Linked DNA regions of Arachis hypogaea: region 1 is linked to region 2. A link is a contact called in public Hi-C data. All regions are on one chromosome and are shown on one strand. Each heading gives the region's core, a stretch centred on a gene start, on an enhancer-like site or on the middle of the called end of the contact. The rest is flanking DNA. Distances are from core to core; before and after follow the strand shown. Region 1 holds the start of LOC112775788 (notchless protein homolog). Region 2 holds the start of LOC112775796 (eukaryotic translation initiation factor 6-2).

Region 1 (3,683 bases), core at 416-2,915, 330 kb before region 2:
TAGGTTTTATTGGGTCTAAAGTCGGGTTATGGTCTAAAAAATAAATCCGGTATATATTTAGAGTCGGGTCTGGGTCAGGACAAATCCAGTTTTACCCGACCCATGAACACCCCTAAATACAGCTAGGGCTTGACGCACCCCCGCTAAATCAGTTCAAAAGGTATATTCTCTTTAGACGTTGGGGTTTACTAAGGATGGTAAACAGGAAGTTGGCCTGATATTTTCGATATTTTAAGAATGAGAAATTATATATCTCTCCTCTCTATTTGTAAATTTTTTTAATTTATTTTAAATTTCTTGCGTTATACTAACGTTAATTTTATTTATTTTTTAAAAAAATTATTTTTATAAAAATATCTTTTAGTAAAATTTTATTTTTTTGTGATTAAATTATATTTATCAAAAAAAAATTTAATAATTTTTTTATTGATTAAATTGTATTTTTATTAAAATTTTTTTTTAAAAAAATTTAATGATTAAATTATATTTTTATAAGATATTATTTTTTTTAATGATCAAATTATTTTTTTCAAAAACACAAATGACAATCATTTTGCTTCTGAAGGTTGTCTTTGGAGGATCACGGTGACTTCTAAAGGTTGTTCATGCTTCTCCTTTTATACATGGCTTTTTTTAAAAGATTTTTCTAAATTTTTTTAAAAATATTTTAGTATAAATACAATTTAATCAATAGTGTTAAAGGGTATTTTGAAAAATAAAATTTAATCACAAATAAATAAAATTTTTATTAAAGGGTATTTTTGTAAAAATAATTTATTTTTTTTAAAAAATAGGTAAAATTAACGTTAGTCAGAACAGCAAAAAACCCAATAATGCTTTTCAAATTCAGTGAAAAGCATAATTTATCATTAAATTTTGAAAATTTAGGCCTTTGTTTTAATTTGTTTTGCAGTTAGAGTTTGTTAGAAGATTTGTTTAGATTTGATTTGTTTAGTAGTATTTTTTTTTAAATTTAAAATTTAAATCAAATCTGATCTAATCCATTAAAGATCAAATCTGATTTAAATTTCAAAATCTTATCTTATCTTTTTTAGTTTTTTAGGGGCCTATTTAAACACCTTTGGTGGACCATTTACATAACTTTTGATGAATAAATTTTTCATTGCTTTTAGCATGTTTTTATTGTGTGATTAAGTAAAGTGAGTGATTTACTTTGCTTGATGCATGAAGAAGATTGAAAGATTTAACACTAAGGTAATTTGTGTGGTGGTTTCGTTCAGTTTTCATCCTTTTGATCTAGGTTGTCAAGGACAGGTTCTTTGAAAGTCTAACGGGAGTTAAAATATGTTAGGGAGTTGAGTTTTGTGATCCATGTCATTCCTTCATCCCATCCAATGTCATTTGCGGGTAAAAGAAGAAAAATTAAATAAGAAATATTTCATAAATCATTCCTTGTGTATTTACTCACGAATAATCACAGTAAGATGAAGTGTGAGAGTCAAGATAATCAGGCGATGTGTCTGATACTAAATAAGTAAACTAAAAATGAATCCTTAGTCATCCTATCATTACTAAAAGAAACAGAAAAGTCAAAGAAATACATAGATTTCTATTAGGCAACAATATAATGTGTTTGTCGCAAGTTTTTAGAATATCTAACAGATTTTTATTTCTTGGGTTTGTGGGGCTGCATATTATTCCCTAAGCTCTTTATTATTTGTCACTCAATTTTTTTTTTAGAATATCAATAGATTTCTATCTCTTGAGCTTGTGTGGCTGCATGTTATTCCCTCGACTCTTTATTATTTGTCAGTCATTTTTCTTTGCATTATTTGTTGTTGAAGTATCATTATGCTTTTAATTTATAAAAGTATTGAATTACATTCTACTATTCTATCTCTTCATTAGTGATTCTAAGTTTATTAATGCAAAGAGAAAAAAAAAGAATGAATTAAGTATTGATTAATGCTTTTAATCAGTATAAATGCAGGGACACAAGAAATGGATTACTGGGATATCTGGGAACCTGACCATCTTAGTGCTCGTTGCCGTGGTTTTACAAGTGCCAGCAAAAATAGGACGCTCGTATGTGTTTGTAAACTTGCCGGAATAATTCTCGGATGAGAACGATACTAAGTGGCTATTGTCTTTTGATATGGTAACATCTAAACCTAATTATTAAACTGTCTTTTTTAATTAGTTAAAAATAAAGTCTAATTGAAAATTTTATTTTCCAATTCAATTTAATCTTGCCATTAACCCTAATTTTCAGATATGCACTCTTATTCCCCTCAAACCGGTAGCATTTATGTTGTAGACCCTAGCTTCCTCTGTGGTGTCGAAGGTTTCGAACCAAAGACAAATATTTTGTTTGGGATCGTAAATCTTCACCGCCCATTTTTCCCATGAATGTTGTCTAATTCCTTTGTAAAACTTCTTCCCCTGTCTCTTTACAGGGGGCTTGTCGTTGTCCGGATCTTGTTTCCTAAGGTAGCGTTTGAAAGAGAGATAGAGACTGAGAAACAGAGACTGAACTAAGTCCCAATATTGTGTTTTGTGTAAAGTGAGAGAGAGAGAGAGATTGAAATAAAAATGAAGTTCTAATTTAATTTGCACAAAGAATGAAGTTAGAATTAATTAATTGAAATGGGGATATTTTAGGTATAAAATTTTATGTTTCAGTCTCCGTCCTTAAAAATTTCAGTCACCTGTGTCCTCACTTTTTGAAAGTACTAAAATATTAAAATTTTGGGGAGAGAGACAGAAATTTTAGTATCAGTCTCTGGGCCAACAAACAAGATGCTGAGTTTCAGTCTCTCGGTCTCCGTCCCAGTACCTCAAAACAAACGCTACCTAAAAGCTTGTTTGGAAACCATTTAACATGAGAAAATAATTCTATTTCCTTTAAGAAAAGAATTCATTTCTATTTGAAACTCAATTTCATGATTTCAAATGATTATAATATATTAATAGAATAGACTTTAAGTTTGAAGAGTGTGAGAGTTAATTTAGAAATCAGACCCCTTTTGGTCTGATTTACAAATGAAGAAAAAATAAGAATTGAATTTCTCAAAGGAATGTAAACCATTTATTTTTAATTGTTCCAAAACAAGAAAAAGAATTCAATTCTTGAGTGAATTCTAATTCCAAATATTTCAAACAAGTTCTAATTGTTTGATAAAACACCATTTTCAAAAACTCCAACCAACAAAGGAAGGAAAGAAAGGAAAAAGATGAGAAGAGCAAAGAAGATTTGTTGAGAGTGGGTGTATTTTGGAGATGACGATGAGCAAAATTGAAGTAAAGTCAATGTGTTGGACTAGATTTCAGAGACAGTAAACTAACGAGAACGGTTACGGGAGATAAACTCAGCGATTATGGCACCACCACACATGCTTAGCTTCATGTGTTTGGTCCTGCTGAACGTTATTGTTTGCGTTATGCATATGAAAAAATGAAGATATTTTTTAAGGAAGAGGATTTTTGGAGTTAAGAGTATGTTGTGACTTGTGAAGACCTCCATTCCTGTGAGAACTCCATTATTGATGATTATTGTTCATGAACCAATTTTTAAATTATTCAAGGTTTTTAAGAAGCATGGAGTATGAATCGAAGAGAGTCAGAAAAAGAGGGACCTATGTCGTCATAGGTTGGTGGTCACGAACCGACGAAGAGCCAGTTACAACAGTAAAATAAGATGAGACAAAGAGAGGAAGAAGGGA
Region 2 (3,695 bases), core at 667-3,166:
CTCAGTCATCGTACCAGACAGATCCAAGCTGGTACTGCCAGTCAAATTTTCACTGCGTTTTTTACGCAAAAAAACTATGTTTTTCTACTTGAAAAAATCTTCTGAATCCAAATATCATCGTTAAATCTTCAAATTATGATTGTTAAATTTTCCAACCCTTATTACTCATATTTAATTAATTACTTATTTAACTATAGTTTTGACCGGGTTTTACAATGATTGTCCCGATTTTTTCAGGCCTCAACAAAATTAAAAAACTATCCAGTCCCGTAACCCGATCGACGCAAAAATAATCCCTACTCATATCCATTACACAATTCACATTATCACATCAGCCTTCACCCCTTACATCCACGAAGTCACTGCCTTTGCTCTTTCCGTCACACACACTAACCCATAACGCCCAGCGTCGTCGCGCCTCGCCGTCGCACCTCTCCCCTTCGTGGCTCTATCACAATCTCGCACACATCCTCGCAGGCTCGCATCCCGCCGTTGCGCCTCTCCGTCGCTAGCTCGCACCCTCTCTGTCGCTACTGCTCCTGTGTCGTGGATATCTATGTATGTATCTTCCTGGTACTGTGAAAGCTATAGCTGAGGTTTGTGTTTTATGCAAAATGTGGCCACATGATCGAGTCCATGCATGTCTATCAATTTGCAAGCTTTAGTCTTCATCTCTATTCTCCTTCAAAACCAAACCTGTGATTCTCACTTTTGGAATCTCAACTCTCCCAATATTTCTTTTCTCTCAATATCCTTCTTACTCATCACATCTCTTTGATTTCATAATTTTTAATATTTACTTTCTAACCCGTAATCTATAGATGTAAATCTTTATTGTACATGTTTTTTTTATTTTGTTTCTTAATTTAATATGATTTAAACTAAATTTACTTTTGTAATAATAATTTTTTTTATTTCCTAGGTGAAAGGGGGTTAGTAGCTAGTCTAAAGGGGAAATGAGTTGATGAATTATTTTTTTGTTTGTTAACTTTTATAATATAGTGTAGAGTAAAATATTTTTTCGGTTCTATCTTTTTTTATTAGATGCATGAGCTCTTTTGTGTTGCAAAGGATGACAAAAAATATTTATGTGTGACATAATTTGTATAATTTGGCTTTCATCAGTCTTACATAAATGATAATAATTTGATTGAAATCTCTGCAATATCATTTTGATTATGGTAGATAAAGAGTCTCAATTCAATGTTATCATCCATATAGAACAGGTGAATACTAGGTCATACAAGTTAACGTCACATGTAAGCATTTTACACCTTTTTTTATTTTGGAGATTTTGATAGAAAGGCTTATGTGTATAGCAAAAAAGGAGAATAGGAGAGCGAATTATCATTTTTCAATCGTTAAGGTGTAAGTTGTCTAAATTAAAAAAAGATAAGGAGTAAAGAGGGGCGGCAAAATGAGTCAAACTCGCCGAGCCAACCCACTAAAAAGGCAAATCAGGTTAGAATATAAAATTCGCCAAATAAAAAATCTGTCAAACCTGCACCGCCATTCGCGAGTTTTGGCAGGGCGGAGCAGGCCCATTGAATGAAAGATAATTTTATTTTAGTTTTTTTATAAAATAAAAGAGTGATTAGTACGTACTACAAAAATTATTAATTATATAATTTTTAAACATATTTTTTAATTATTAATTTTATTTATTTTATCTTATATTTTCATATATATATATATATAAATTATGTGACTTATTTTTTAAAATAAAAATATTTTTATTAAAAGATATTATTTTAAATAATTTTATTAAAGTTAAAAATTAAAAAATAATAAAAAATTATATTATAACTTAATTATTTTTATTTAAATTTTTTATTATTATTTTTTAATTAATTTTATTAATTTTTTTGAAAAAAATTAAGCAGACTAAGTCTACCGAGTCACCATACAATAAAATAGACTAGTATTCTGACTTTTGAGCCCAACGGCCTTGATAGAGCGAGACGGGTTACTAGCTTTGCCACCACTACTATGAGCTAGCACTGCTTGACAATGGATTTTGGGGCCTACACCAACTATACTAATGCGTGCATGACAAGGAAAAATAAAAATATCATGACTAATCAGAAAGCCGCTACCGTGGAAGCTGTGTTTAAATCATAGTTCTAAAAAATATCATCACTAATCATAAACCCCGCCCCCTCTTTTCTCTTCTCTCTCAAACGGAACCCTAGCAGCAGGAGCAGCCAGCGCCCCAGTCCCGCTGTTGCCGATCCTCTTCTCCTCGCGTCGCCAGAAGGTCTGCTCTGAGCTGCTGTTGGCGTCGAAATCTCTGTCCTCGTCGTCAAACCCGCCTCTGTCCTCGTTGTCGTCGGCCGCCCTGAACTCGTGTCTCCGTCCTCGTCGTCGAGCCCTCTCCCCCCCTCTCTCTCTCTCTCGTCAAGCCTCTGTCTTCGAGCCCCCTTCTCTCTGTCCGAGCTCACTTTCCTTCTCCATCGCCGTTACTTTCCTTCCTTCCTCGACGCCGTAAGCAAAGCTGCTGATTTTGTTAATTTTACTGTTCTGAGTTGCTGATTTTTCTGTATTTGTTCATTTTTGCTTATTTTGTTAAATTTTGATGGATGATGGTTATGGGTTTTTTTTTGTTAAATTTTCTAAAATAATTTTGTCATTATGTTGTTGCTGATTTTTTGGAATAGTGTTTGTCGCTGATTTTCTGGAATAATGTTGTTGCTGTTTTGTTAAATTTTGTGATGATTATGATTTGTTGCTGTTTCTGAAATAATATTGGAACCTTTACTGGTGATTATGATTTATGATGATGATATTATGATAAGTGTCTTCGTTTAGATGAAAATTTATTTGTTAATGTTTTTTTGTGGTAAAATATTATGTGCTGTCATTTACGTATGTTTTTATTTTCTTTTAGTTATAAATTATATATTAAATTTTTAATAATTTTATCTTATATTTAATTAAGTCGGCTGAATTTTGGTTGAATTTTGGTTGAATTCATTAAATTATTGAACCAATCATTCTATTTGATTATTGACTGGGTCGACTTTTGCAACCTTGGTTTAGAATTTATTTGGGTAAGCTTTTAAAAAAAAAGATTTTTTTTTTTTCGAGTTATCTTTTTTTAAAGGTCTTATAGAAAAATAAAAATAATTTTATGTTTGAGTATCTCATACAAAAAGATATTTTTATTTATCAATTATGTTTAAGTATAATAATATAAAAATATTTTTTTGTTTATTTATTACATAAAAATATTTTTTTTTAAAAAAAAAATTTAAATTATAAATTACAATTTTTTAAAAAAGATATTTTTATTTTTTAAATATTTTTATTTTTACTATTAAAAATTTGTTAAACACACTTAAAAAATAAAAAAAGATATTTTTTATTAAAAAAAAGATTTTTTTATCAAGATATTGCCCCAAACAAGCCCTTAAATAGCTATCGCGTTTGCAATTAAAAAATCAAAAATCAAATACCAAGTACCCAATAGCGGTGCCCTACCCTCCACCTCTTCCGCCACCTTCCACTGTTTAGGTAAACCATAACCACCCCTGCGCTCTTCTTTGCTTATTTTGGAGCTTCGCGTGTGAAGTTATAATATTTTCTTGTTTTGTTATAGCTAGATAATCATAGCCTGGTTGTTGTTGTTGTTCTTCTTCTTCCCTATGTTTGTGAATGGATTATTTTTCATTTGAACTTTATGTATATGAAATATG

The links. A called contact is a pair of places that touch in the nucleus more often than the background predicts.
Region 1: a Hi-C map of leaf shows a contact between it and region 2, with 2.4 times the contacts expected there. The contact joins the promoter of LOC112775788 here to the promoter of LOC112775796 in region 2. A contact is called at or near these places in 2 of 8 Hi-C or Micro-C datasets (leaf and an unstated tissue).

What each region holds. Positions count from the first base shown.
Region 1 is chr19:108,564,063-108,567,745 of arahy.Tifrunner.gnm2.J5K5, reverse strand. LOC112775788 (notchless protein homolog) reads left to right here and starts at 1,665. Exons shown (of 16, transcript XM_072227162.1): 1 at 1,665-1,769; 2 at 1,941-2,119.
Region 2 is chr19:108,236,758-108,240,452 of arahy.Tifrunner.gnm2.J5K5, reverse strand. It overlaps LOC112775796 (eukaryotic translation initiation factor 6-2), which reads left to right and starts at 1,916. Exons shown (of 8, transcript XM_025819647.2): 1 at 1,916-2,484.